Regions from separate parts of the Mus musculus genome. Here region 2 is linked to region 1. Evidence: chromatin contacts called from public Hi-C data. All regions are on one chromosome and are shown on one strand. The core of a region is the stretch at or near the end of the contact, and the rest is flanking DNA. Distances in the headings are between cores, read along the strand shown. Region 1 overlaps Pum1 (pumilio RNA-binding family member 1). Region 2 overlaps Gm35634 (a long non-coding RNA gene).

Region 1 (4,349 bases), core at 1,580-4,079:
AACCGTAAAAGCTAGATTACACTCATATGGGGGTGTTTGAGGTGGGGAGGTGGCACAAACAAGGACACTTGAGTCTTTGAGAAGCCCTTCTTGAATACTGGGTTCTTACTACACCTGGGGGTGCAGGTCCTTTGAATAGGAAAACTTGGGAAGGTATATAGATTGCTACATAGAACAATTTGTTGCCATCCACTGTCCCTGTAGATACCCAGATAGAGGTGTACTATTTTCTAGCCTGTAGTCTTTGTGGGTTCATAGCAATTTCTAGAGCTCCTTGGCCCTTTCCTTGCTCTGAGCTTGCAGTTGAGCAGACTAACTGCTGACCTTGTAGGCTTCACCCCTCTCCTTTGGCATGGTACTCCTTGAGATTTTTATGATTTGGGGTTGGGAACAGTTAAAACACCCCTTACCCCATCTTCTGTTTCCTGAGTGGAAAGATTAATATCTGAGCAGAAGGAAGTCAGCACTGTAGCTGTCTCTGCGCTCCAAGTGAGGTCCTCTCTCACCTGGGTGCACATGAATGCCCGGATGGAGGAGTAAGGCATGGGGGTTAGGGCTGGGGAGTGGTGACTACCGTGAGGTTGGAAGAATGGGTTTCTGGGTTGTGATGCCTTTGCGCTTCCTTATCCCTAGTTTGTCTTTGGAAAGACAGACAGTCAGATCCGCTCTGTCCTTGAGCTGCATTGGCACAGTGTCTGCCCTCTTCACTTGTCTCTTTCCTTTTCTATTTATTTATTTATTGCTGTGATCAAGCACAATGACCACAAGCAGCTTGGGAAGGAAAGGGGCTACCTCATCTTTAAAACAGACACTTAGCCTACTCCATTGTTGAGGGAATTGAACAGCAGGAACCTGGAGGCAGGAGGAGTGCTGCTTGCTGGCTTGCCTTGTTCAATCTGATTGTTTATAGCAGCCAGGGGTGTCCCGCCCACAGGCCAATCAGGTGGGGGCATTTTCTCAACCAAGGTTCCTTCTAAAGTAACTAGCTTGTATCATGTTGACATTAAAAACTAGCCAGCAGTCAGCCCCTTGTCAGCTTAATTTAACCCTGTTCATCTCCAAGATCTCTTATTAATATTAACCTCATAATATAAAACATTTCAATGTTTAAAGCCCTGTAGTCTTTACAAATACTTTAAAAGTTCAGTTTCTTTAAAATATCCAGTCTCTTTAAAAGTTCAAGCCTCTAAAATATCCATAGTCCCTAAAACTCTGAAAGTCTCTCAGCTGGCTCCTGTAAGAGCAAACTAAGTTAAATCCTTTCTTAGTCCAAGAAGGCAGAGTAGGGCACAGTGACTCAAAGCAAAACCAAAGCCCAGCAGTGAGAGTTCTGGATTCACCGGGGTCTTTTGGGTCCCCCCCCGAGGGCTTGGACAAGCCCCCCACAGTCCCCCACAGCCCGCTTAGTTATCTCCTAGTCTTCGGCTGGCTGCACTGCATAGCTGGGGCCAAGCCAGCTTAGCCAGCAGTCAACGGGGAGAGAGGGAGGGAGGGAGGGAGAATTAAAGAAAGAAAGGACGCTTAGACACCATTGTAACATGACTCCAGCCAGTGCTGAGGCGGGTTTACTTGTTGTCAGTCTGCATTTATACCATTCTAGGTATATGCGAAGAGTAGGATCAGTTCTAGGTCGAGGATGAAGTCGTCAAGGAACAAACAAGCAATACAGAAAGTCCCATAGTCACTGTGTCTAGGGGTTTATCAGGATGACCAAGATAAAAGGAATACAATATATTCCTCAACTGTATTCATCTTGGGCCTTGTGCTAGTCCAGTGTAAATATTCTTATCTGAGCCTACTCCCTTGTCCTCCTAGTCTAGTGTAAATATTCTTCAATATCCTTGAAGCAGCATTAAGGACTGTATTGGTCTCCACCTTTACCAGTAACCTCTCCGGAGTATTCTTCAGGGATTCTGACCCTGCCATGTTATTACCAAGCTTCAACTTCTCTCATGCTTCATTGCATCTTAGGCCTTCTACCCACTGAGGCTGCACCCCATCAGCGGCCCCTCCTATCCTCTCACAGTGCCAAGGTTCAGAGTCGTTCCATGACCTCTTAACAGGCAAGAGTGTCTTACACGTTACCAAGGTTTGTTGCAGCATGACGAGCCCCTTGACTCCTGGGCTACAGCGTCTGTGTACTGACCCTGAGGAAATGCTCTCGGAAGATTTGCTTCACTGATGCCGGTCTCTTCTTCTTTTTTTTTGTTTTTTGTTTTTTGTTTGTTTTGGTTTTTCAAGACAGGGTTTCTCTGTGTAGCCCTGGCTGTCCTGGAACTCACTCTGTAGACCAGGCTGGCCTCGAACTCAGAGATCCACCTGCCTCTGCCTCCCAAGTGCTGGGATTAAAGGCGTGCGCCACCACCGCCCCGCTGCTGATCTTTTCTTAATCACAGCCCCAGCTGACCAGTATCAATTGTACCAGCAAAGCAAAGGTTTCACTTCAGCGGTTAATACAAATATCACTTAAATGGCCCCAGTAGAGCCCTTGCTTCCCTCAGACGCTTAACAAATAGTGCTTTTTTGTCTGTACTGCTAGCAACATTATCTTAAAGCTCCCACAGAAGCCCACTAAGCTCTGAGCATACGGTGGCTTTTCCAGCCCAAACTTCAGGTGCTACCACAATCCTCCTTAGCACTCCCAGCACTACTGACCTGGTACCAAGTTATGTCTTAGGGTTTCTGTTGCTGTTGTGAACAACACCAAAAGCAGCTGAGCAGGAAGGGATTTGTTTCATCTTACAGTTTTTCCATCATCCAAGGCAGGCAGGGCAGGAAGCTCTGGCACTGGCTGATTCAGAAGTCACGGGGACTGCTGCTTCTTGGCTTGGTCCCAGTAGTTTGCTCAGCCTGCTTTCTTAGAGCACCCAGAACCACCCGCACATGGTGGTACCACTCACATCAATCATCAAACAAGAAAATGCGTCACAGGCTTGTCCACACACAGCCCAATTAGGTGGGGGCATTTTCTCAATTGAGGTTTCCTCTACCATAATGAGTCTAACTTGTAAAGTTGATGTAAAAACTAGCCAGTGCAATTGGTCACTGTTAACTGGAAGAAATCCTGTGCCCTGGCGAGGCAGGGATCTGGTGGTGAGTTCAGACATCTGGTTCCCCAAAGGAAGCCCCAACTGTCAGGACAACCTGGTTTTCTACGTGCAGCTGGCTGGCATAGGCTATTCTGTCATGGTTCTCTGTCCTTTGTCAGTGCTTAGGGCAAGAGCTCCCGTCTTTACCTCGTGGCTTGCTAGCAATAAGAGGACAGGAGTACCTTTCGGGATGAAGCACTATATATGTACACTGTATATTCTGTGTCTGGGTCTGTCTGGGAAGGGTCTGGAGGTGCCTCTCCAGCCAAGAGTAATACCCACACTGTCCTCTCCAGATCCGGCCACACATTGCGACGCTTCGAAAGTACACCTATGGCAAGCACATCCTGGCCAAGCTCGAGAAGTACTACATGAAGAATGGCGTGGACTTGGGGCCCATTTGTGGTCCCCCTAATGGTATCATCTGAACAGTGCACCCACGTCCCTGTCCCGCTGACCTCACTGACCCTGGCAGATCCAACCAGCAACCAGAGGTGCCCAGCTCAGCGTCGGAAGTGGGCAACGGTTGCTCCGGGATTGCTCCCTCCTCCAAAAAACAGAATCAGATCCACTTGTGGAAAGGCCTTTGTAAATTTCATTTTATTACACATAACATGTACTAATTATTTTTTTTAATTGACTAATTGCCCTGCTGTTTACTGGTGTATAGGAACTTGTACATAGGTAATCAGTGTACATGGGAGGCCACATGCTTTGTTCAATGTTGTATCTATATTCCACATGTGGACACTTTCAGGGTGGTTGGTTTAACAAAAAAAGTTAAAAAAAAAGACAAAAAAAGGTTTTTAACTCATTTGCCTTGTGGCAAGTTTTGCAAATAGCTCTTCCCCACCTCCTCATTTTATTATTAAAAAAAAAAAACCTGAGAAATTTGAATTTTAGTTAAATGATCTCAAACTGGCATTTAACACTGTTTATAAAATATATATATATATACATATATACATATATGAAATGGGAACGTTTCAGAGTTGCTAGAGCATCAGCCTGTGATATGGAGTTTATGACGCTCTTTTTTTGGAGATGACCTCGTGCTGAGGGAGGTGGTAGCTGCAGATCCAGGAGGAGCGGGGACCCCAGAGGCCCAAGGCCAGTGGGCATGGCCACTTGCTGCCTGTGGTTGCCTGTGTGAACACTGGGAAGCAGGATCTGACTGTTTAGCATGAGAGAATACCCAGCTCGGCCCTGGTCTGGCTTCTATAGATACATAGTGTATACTTGTGTAGACTTTGCATATAT
Region 2 (3,854 bases), core at 532-3,031, 650 kb after region 1:
GACGGACCTCGGGCGTGGATCTTCCCGTGCATGTTTCTGAGGATGGAGGCACCTATCCTTACATCTACTTAATCTATGACTTATTTTTTTTGTGCTAGTTCCTCCCAGAGTGGGCTGTGATTGGATGTACCCTATGCTAGTTCCCCATAGACTATGCTATGATTGGATGTAACTTAGGCTATTTCTTCCCAGACTAAGCTGTGATTGGATGTACCCTGTGCTCGTTCCCCGTAGACTGTGCTGTGATTGGATGTACCCTGCAGCTGCGGTCTCAGAAAGTATCATTTCTTCCTGTCTGGATTTATGACAGTGCATCCTTTCTCAAGGCTATCTCCTGTCCACCCACCATCTCCTTGACCTGCTCCCCCTCCAGGAGAGCATCAGACAGGACTCTTCTCCCCCGCCTTGATGAATAAAGGGGGTCCAGGGAAGCCAGTGGCCTGTTGCATTACTATGAAATGACTCTGCCCCGAGGAAATTCATGACACTTGGCCAAGGGTCAAACTATGCTTGGTCAGGCTTATCCTGGCTTGGAGTTCTCTCTTTACCTTGTCAGCTAGCTCCTCATCGATGAGGGACCAGAGTACAAGTGTGGGCAGTCAAAAGAGGTCAGTATAGGCTCGGCCTCAGTTGCCAAAGCCATCCAACAAGACAGGTAGCCCAGGATGGTGCTGACCTCCTGTGTTTGAAAGATCCCTGATTACTATTCACAGGACAGTGAGGAGGGGGCTGTGTAGCGACAGAAGCTCCAGGCATGTGTCTTCTTTATCCCCCACCCCCGTCCCTGTCAGATTCTCAAGGTACCTGTGGCCGTCACTCGAGGAAGCACAAGCAAGATGCTCAGGGGCTGAGATTCGAAATTCCATCAAGGAATGTCTGACTCTAAGAACTAAGCTGGGATTCTGGCGTGCCCAGTATGGGAGGCACAGACAGCTTGGAAAAGGGAGGTCCCAGACCCCCTTCTGTCTCAGCATCTGAGGAGTAGGCTAGGATGATGGTCTTGGGCCATGTTAGGCTGTGTTTCTGGATTCCATCATGTTTCCTTCCTCCCCTGACTTCACCTAGAGGCAGGACCCTGCAGGACAGAGGTGGAGAGAGAGACACTGCCCCTTGGGTCCTACAAGTGGAACGGGCACACTGTTGCTGGACCCTGAGTCCCAGACTTGTATCTATGCTCCCCTCCTATGAGATTAGAGAGCCCCCTGCAGCTCTCAGGACCCCAGTCTGGGCCCAGATGAGCTCAGGCCAGGCAGGGTATTCCCAAAAGGAATAGCCACCAAGTTTCTCCCTTGAAGGGGTGACTCAGCCATCTCAGAAACCCCTCTCGTTCTCCATCTCCACCCGACCCTGGTTGCCCTGAGAGCCTGGCTGGATCTTCCCTCAGGAAGACCTCGGCACAGGCATCTATTTCGTCCCCTCATAACGCCTCCCTTCCCCCATGCACACCCTCCGATGACAGGGCTGCACCACCCCAGGCTTCCCTTCCCTGCACGTCGTCACTACTTCTGCCCGTGGGGCTCCTCAGCACTGCTGTCTGCTGAGCTAAGTGAGGTTAACCCATCCCCAGGGATGCCTGCGCCCACTCCTCAGAGTGGTGAAATGGAGCCTGAATCCCCAGGGACAGAGCCCACAAGGCCGAGGCCTTGGCAGATGGGCGCCCAGCTGAGCGTATCTTTTCCCTGGGATATTAATTACGGTAAGGAAGGCGGGCACAGTCTGGATGCGGGTGGAAATTTCCCGGTGCATTTTGCTCAGACAAGAAGCAGCAGGAGTGGAGAGCAGCAACCCCCTCCTTCCTTGTCTGTCTGTTCTTCCCAAGAAAGAGCCTGCTTCTCCATGGGGCTTCCCATGACCACAGTCTGACCCTCTGCATCTCCAAGGCTCGGAGGAGGGTTGCTCCGCAAGTCAGGGTCTGCTCTGTGTAAAGGAAGTTGGTTTCCCAGGGGCAGGCAGGGGAGGTGGCTGGGATATTGGGAACAGGTTCCCCATGGGATCCTCTAGGATATCTCCATGCCCCCCCCCCCAAACCGCAGTTCTGCCTCAGCAACTCCTGTGATGGGGTCCTGGAGTCAGTTGCTGCTGTGAAAAAGGCCAGAGTACAGAGCTTATAGATCTGGCCATGGAGAAAGGATAAGCCATCTCTTCTGTCGATTTCAGCAGCTTTTTGGGAATACCCTGTCTGGCCTAGGCTCATCTGGGCCCAGACTGGGGTCCTGGGAGCTGCAGGGGGCTCTCTAATCTCATAGGAGGGGAGCAGAGATGCAAGTCTTGGACTCAGGGACCACCAGCAGTGTTCCAGTTCCACTTGTAGGACCCAAGGGACAGTGGCTCTCTCTCTCCACCTCTGTCCTGCAGGGTCATGCCTCTAGGACTCCATGTGGCAGGCTGTGTGGACCACTGGGCATCCCTAGCTAGCCTAGGATCTCCAATGATGTTAATTGAAAGGAAGTCCCAAAGGCCCCAAGCTTGGGTCTCAGGCAGCCTGGTGGAAGCTAGCATCCCTATGCCAAGGACCTGAGCTCATGACCTGCAGCCTTTTTGTGGGGACTGTACCTGTCACAACAGAAGACAGATCAGACTATGTGGCCTCATTATGTTCCTGCCTATGTTCTTCAGCCCTGCCCAGGCTGTGAAGGCTGCTATAGTAACCACACAGATGAGGTGACAGAGGGAGTACCTGGACACCGCCAAGAGAGCATCTCAGCTGCCAGAGCCTGTGGGGTCCCCAGAGATTTGAAGAAAGAAACCAGAGGCTGAAGGGCCTGAGGTTTGAGACCTCCCAAGGGAAGAAGGAAGTAGGGGGTAAGGTAATGGTTTGAACCACACTCCTCCCAGGCCCTACAACTTGATAGATATTTACATACTGATACATGTAACCCTTTAGAAACAGGACAATGCAGTTGAATGTCCAGCATACAGACATCAGGCCTGGCTCCTCAACCCATACTCCCTACTGGACTAGCCCCAACTCACTTTAGGGTCTCAGGTGCCCATAGGAGAGGAGGCAATGCTCCCATTTCACAGCCAAACAAACTGAGTTCTCAGAAACCACGACCATGTGGCAGACAGAGCCCATCCTGATCATTGGTTATGAAGACCCCATTGTTCCCAGACTGCCTGGGTCTTTTTTTTTTTTTTTTTTTTTTTTTTAGAATCTGAGTCACAGAGTTTAATGAAAAGACACCCTACTTGGCGATGTGACTAGAGGATATGACATGCTAGCGAGGAAGATAGCTTGACAGTGGCCTGCTCCAAAGCTAGGCTCAGCCTACAGTGGCAAAGAGGCTATCTGGTCCGGCTGGAACTGCTTGGCAAGTACCCCAGGTAGAAGACATCTCCCCAGAGGCAGGCAAGAGGGAGGTATGTTCCATCAACTGTAGCTGGAAGTATCAGACTCATCACAGTGCAGGCACATGGTCACCTGTCCCTGAATGGACCACGAGGTTACCAAGAGCTGTGCAGTCTCTGTGCACCACTGTGGTCAGATTCCTCAAATGAGAGAGATACAGTAGCGAGAAATGCAAAACTGTTTCTTCCGCAGTGTCCCTTCAGTGCCCTCTACTGACAGAGTTGGGCATTGCTTCATGGCTCATCGAGGGAAGGCTGGGGTGGGATTGAGAGCCACCAAGCAACAACAAACCATGGTCTGCAAACAATGGCTAGCTGTTCACTGGTAGCCTGTGGCTGCTTCTGGAATGGGTCGTGAGCTAGAAACTCTTTCCCCTTTCTCTTAGTGATTGAAAGAAGTTCATGACAAGTCTTCCATGATGCATCAATACTGTATGCTGTTCAGGCTTCAGTTTTTCTGGACTACATTTTAGATTATGTCATTTTTTTTTAAAGGCAGAGATGTG

What was found. Hi-C and Micro-C count contacts between places; a contact is called where the count stands out from the background.
Region 2: a Hi-C map of cerebral cortex shows a contact between it and region 1, with 3 times the contacts expected there. The contact joins two enhancer-like sites. A contact is called at or near these places in 2 of 39 promoter capture datasets (hippocampal neurons and pre-B cells), 2 of 484 Hi-C or Micro-C datasets (cerebral cortex and palatal mesenchyme) and 1 of 115 datasets of contacts at active chromatin or transcription factors (forebrain).

What each region holds. Positions count from the first base shown.
Region 1 is chr4:130,776,387-130,780,735 of GRCm38.p6, forward strand. It overlaps Pum1 (pumilio RNA-binding family member 1), which reads left to right. Exons shown (of 22, transcript NM_030722.3): 22 at 3,386-4,349. The coding sequence ends at 3,517. Among named protein-coding and RNA genes, the nearest start is that of Gm23711, 2.8 kb to the left of the region's middle. Within about 2 kb of position 2,830, at least 22 of the 459 cell types and tissues checked have an H3K27ac peak or open chromatin away from gene starts, as enhancers often do. A contact at or near this core is called in cerebral cortex, where this site is marked.
Region 2 is chr4:131,427,875-131,431,728 of GRCm38.p6, forward strand. It overlaps Gm35634 (a long non-coding RNA gene), which reads left to right. Exons shown (of 4, transcript XR_390798.2): 4 at 235-429. Among named protein-coding and RNA genes, the nearest start is that of Gm35634, 21 kb to the left of the region's middle. Within about 2 kb of position 1,782, at least 19 of the 459 cell types and tissues checked have an H3K27ac peak or open chromatin away from gene starts, as enhancers often do. A contact at or near this core is called in cerebral cortex, where this site is marked.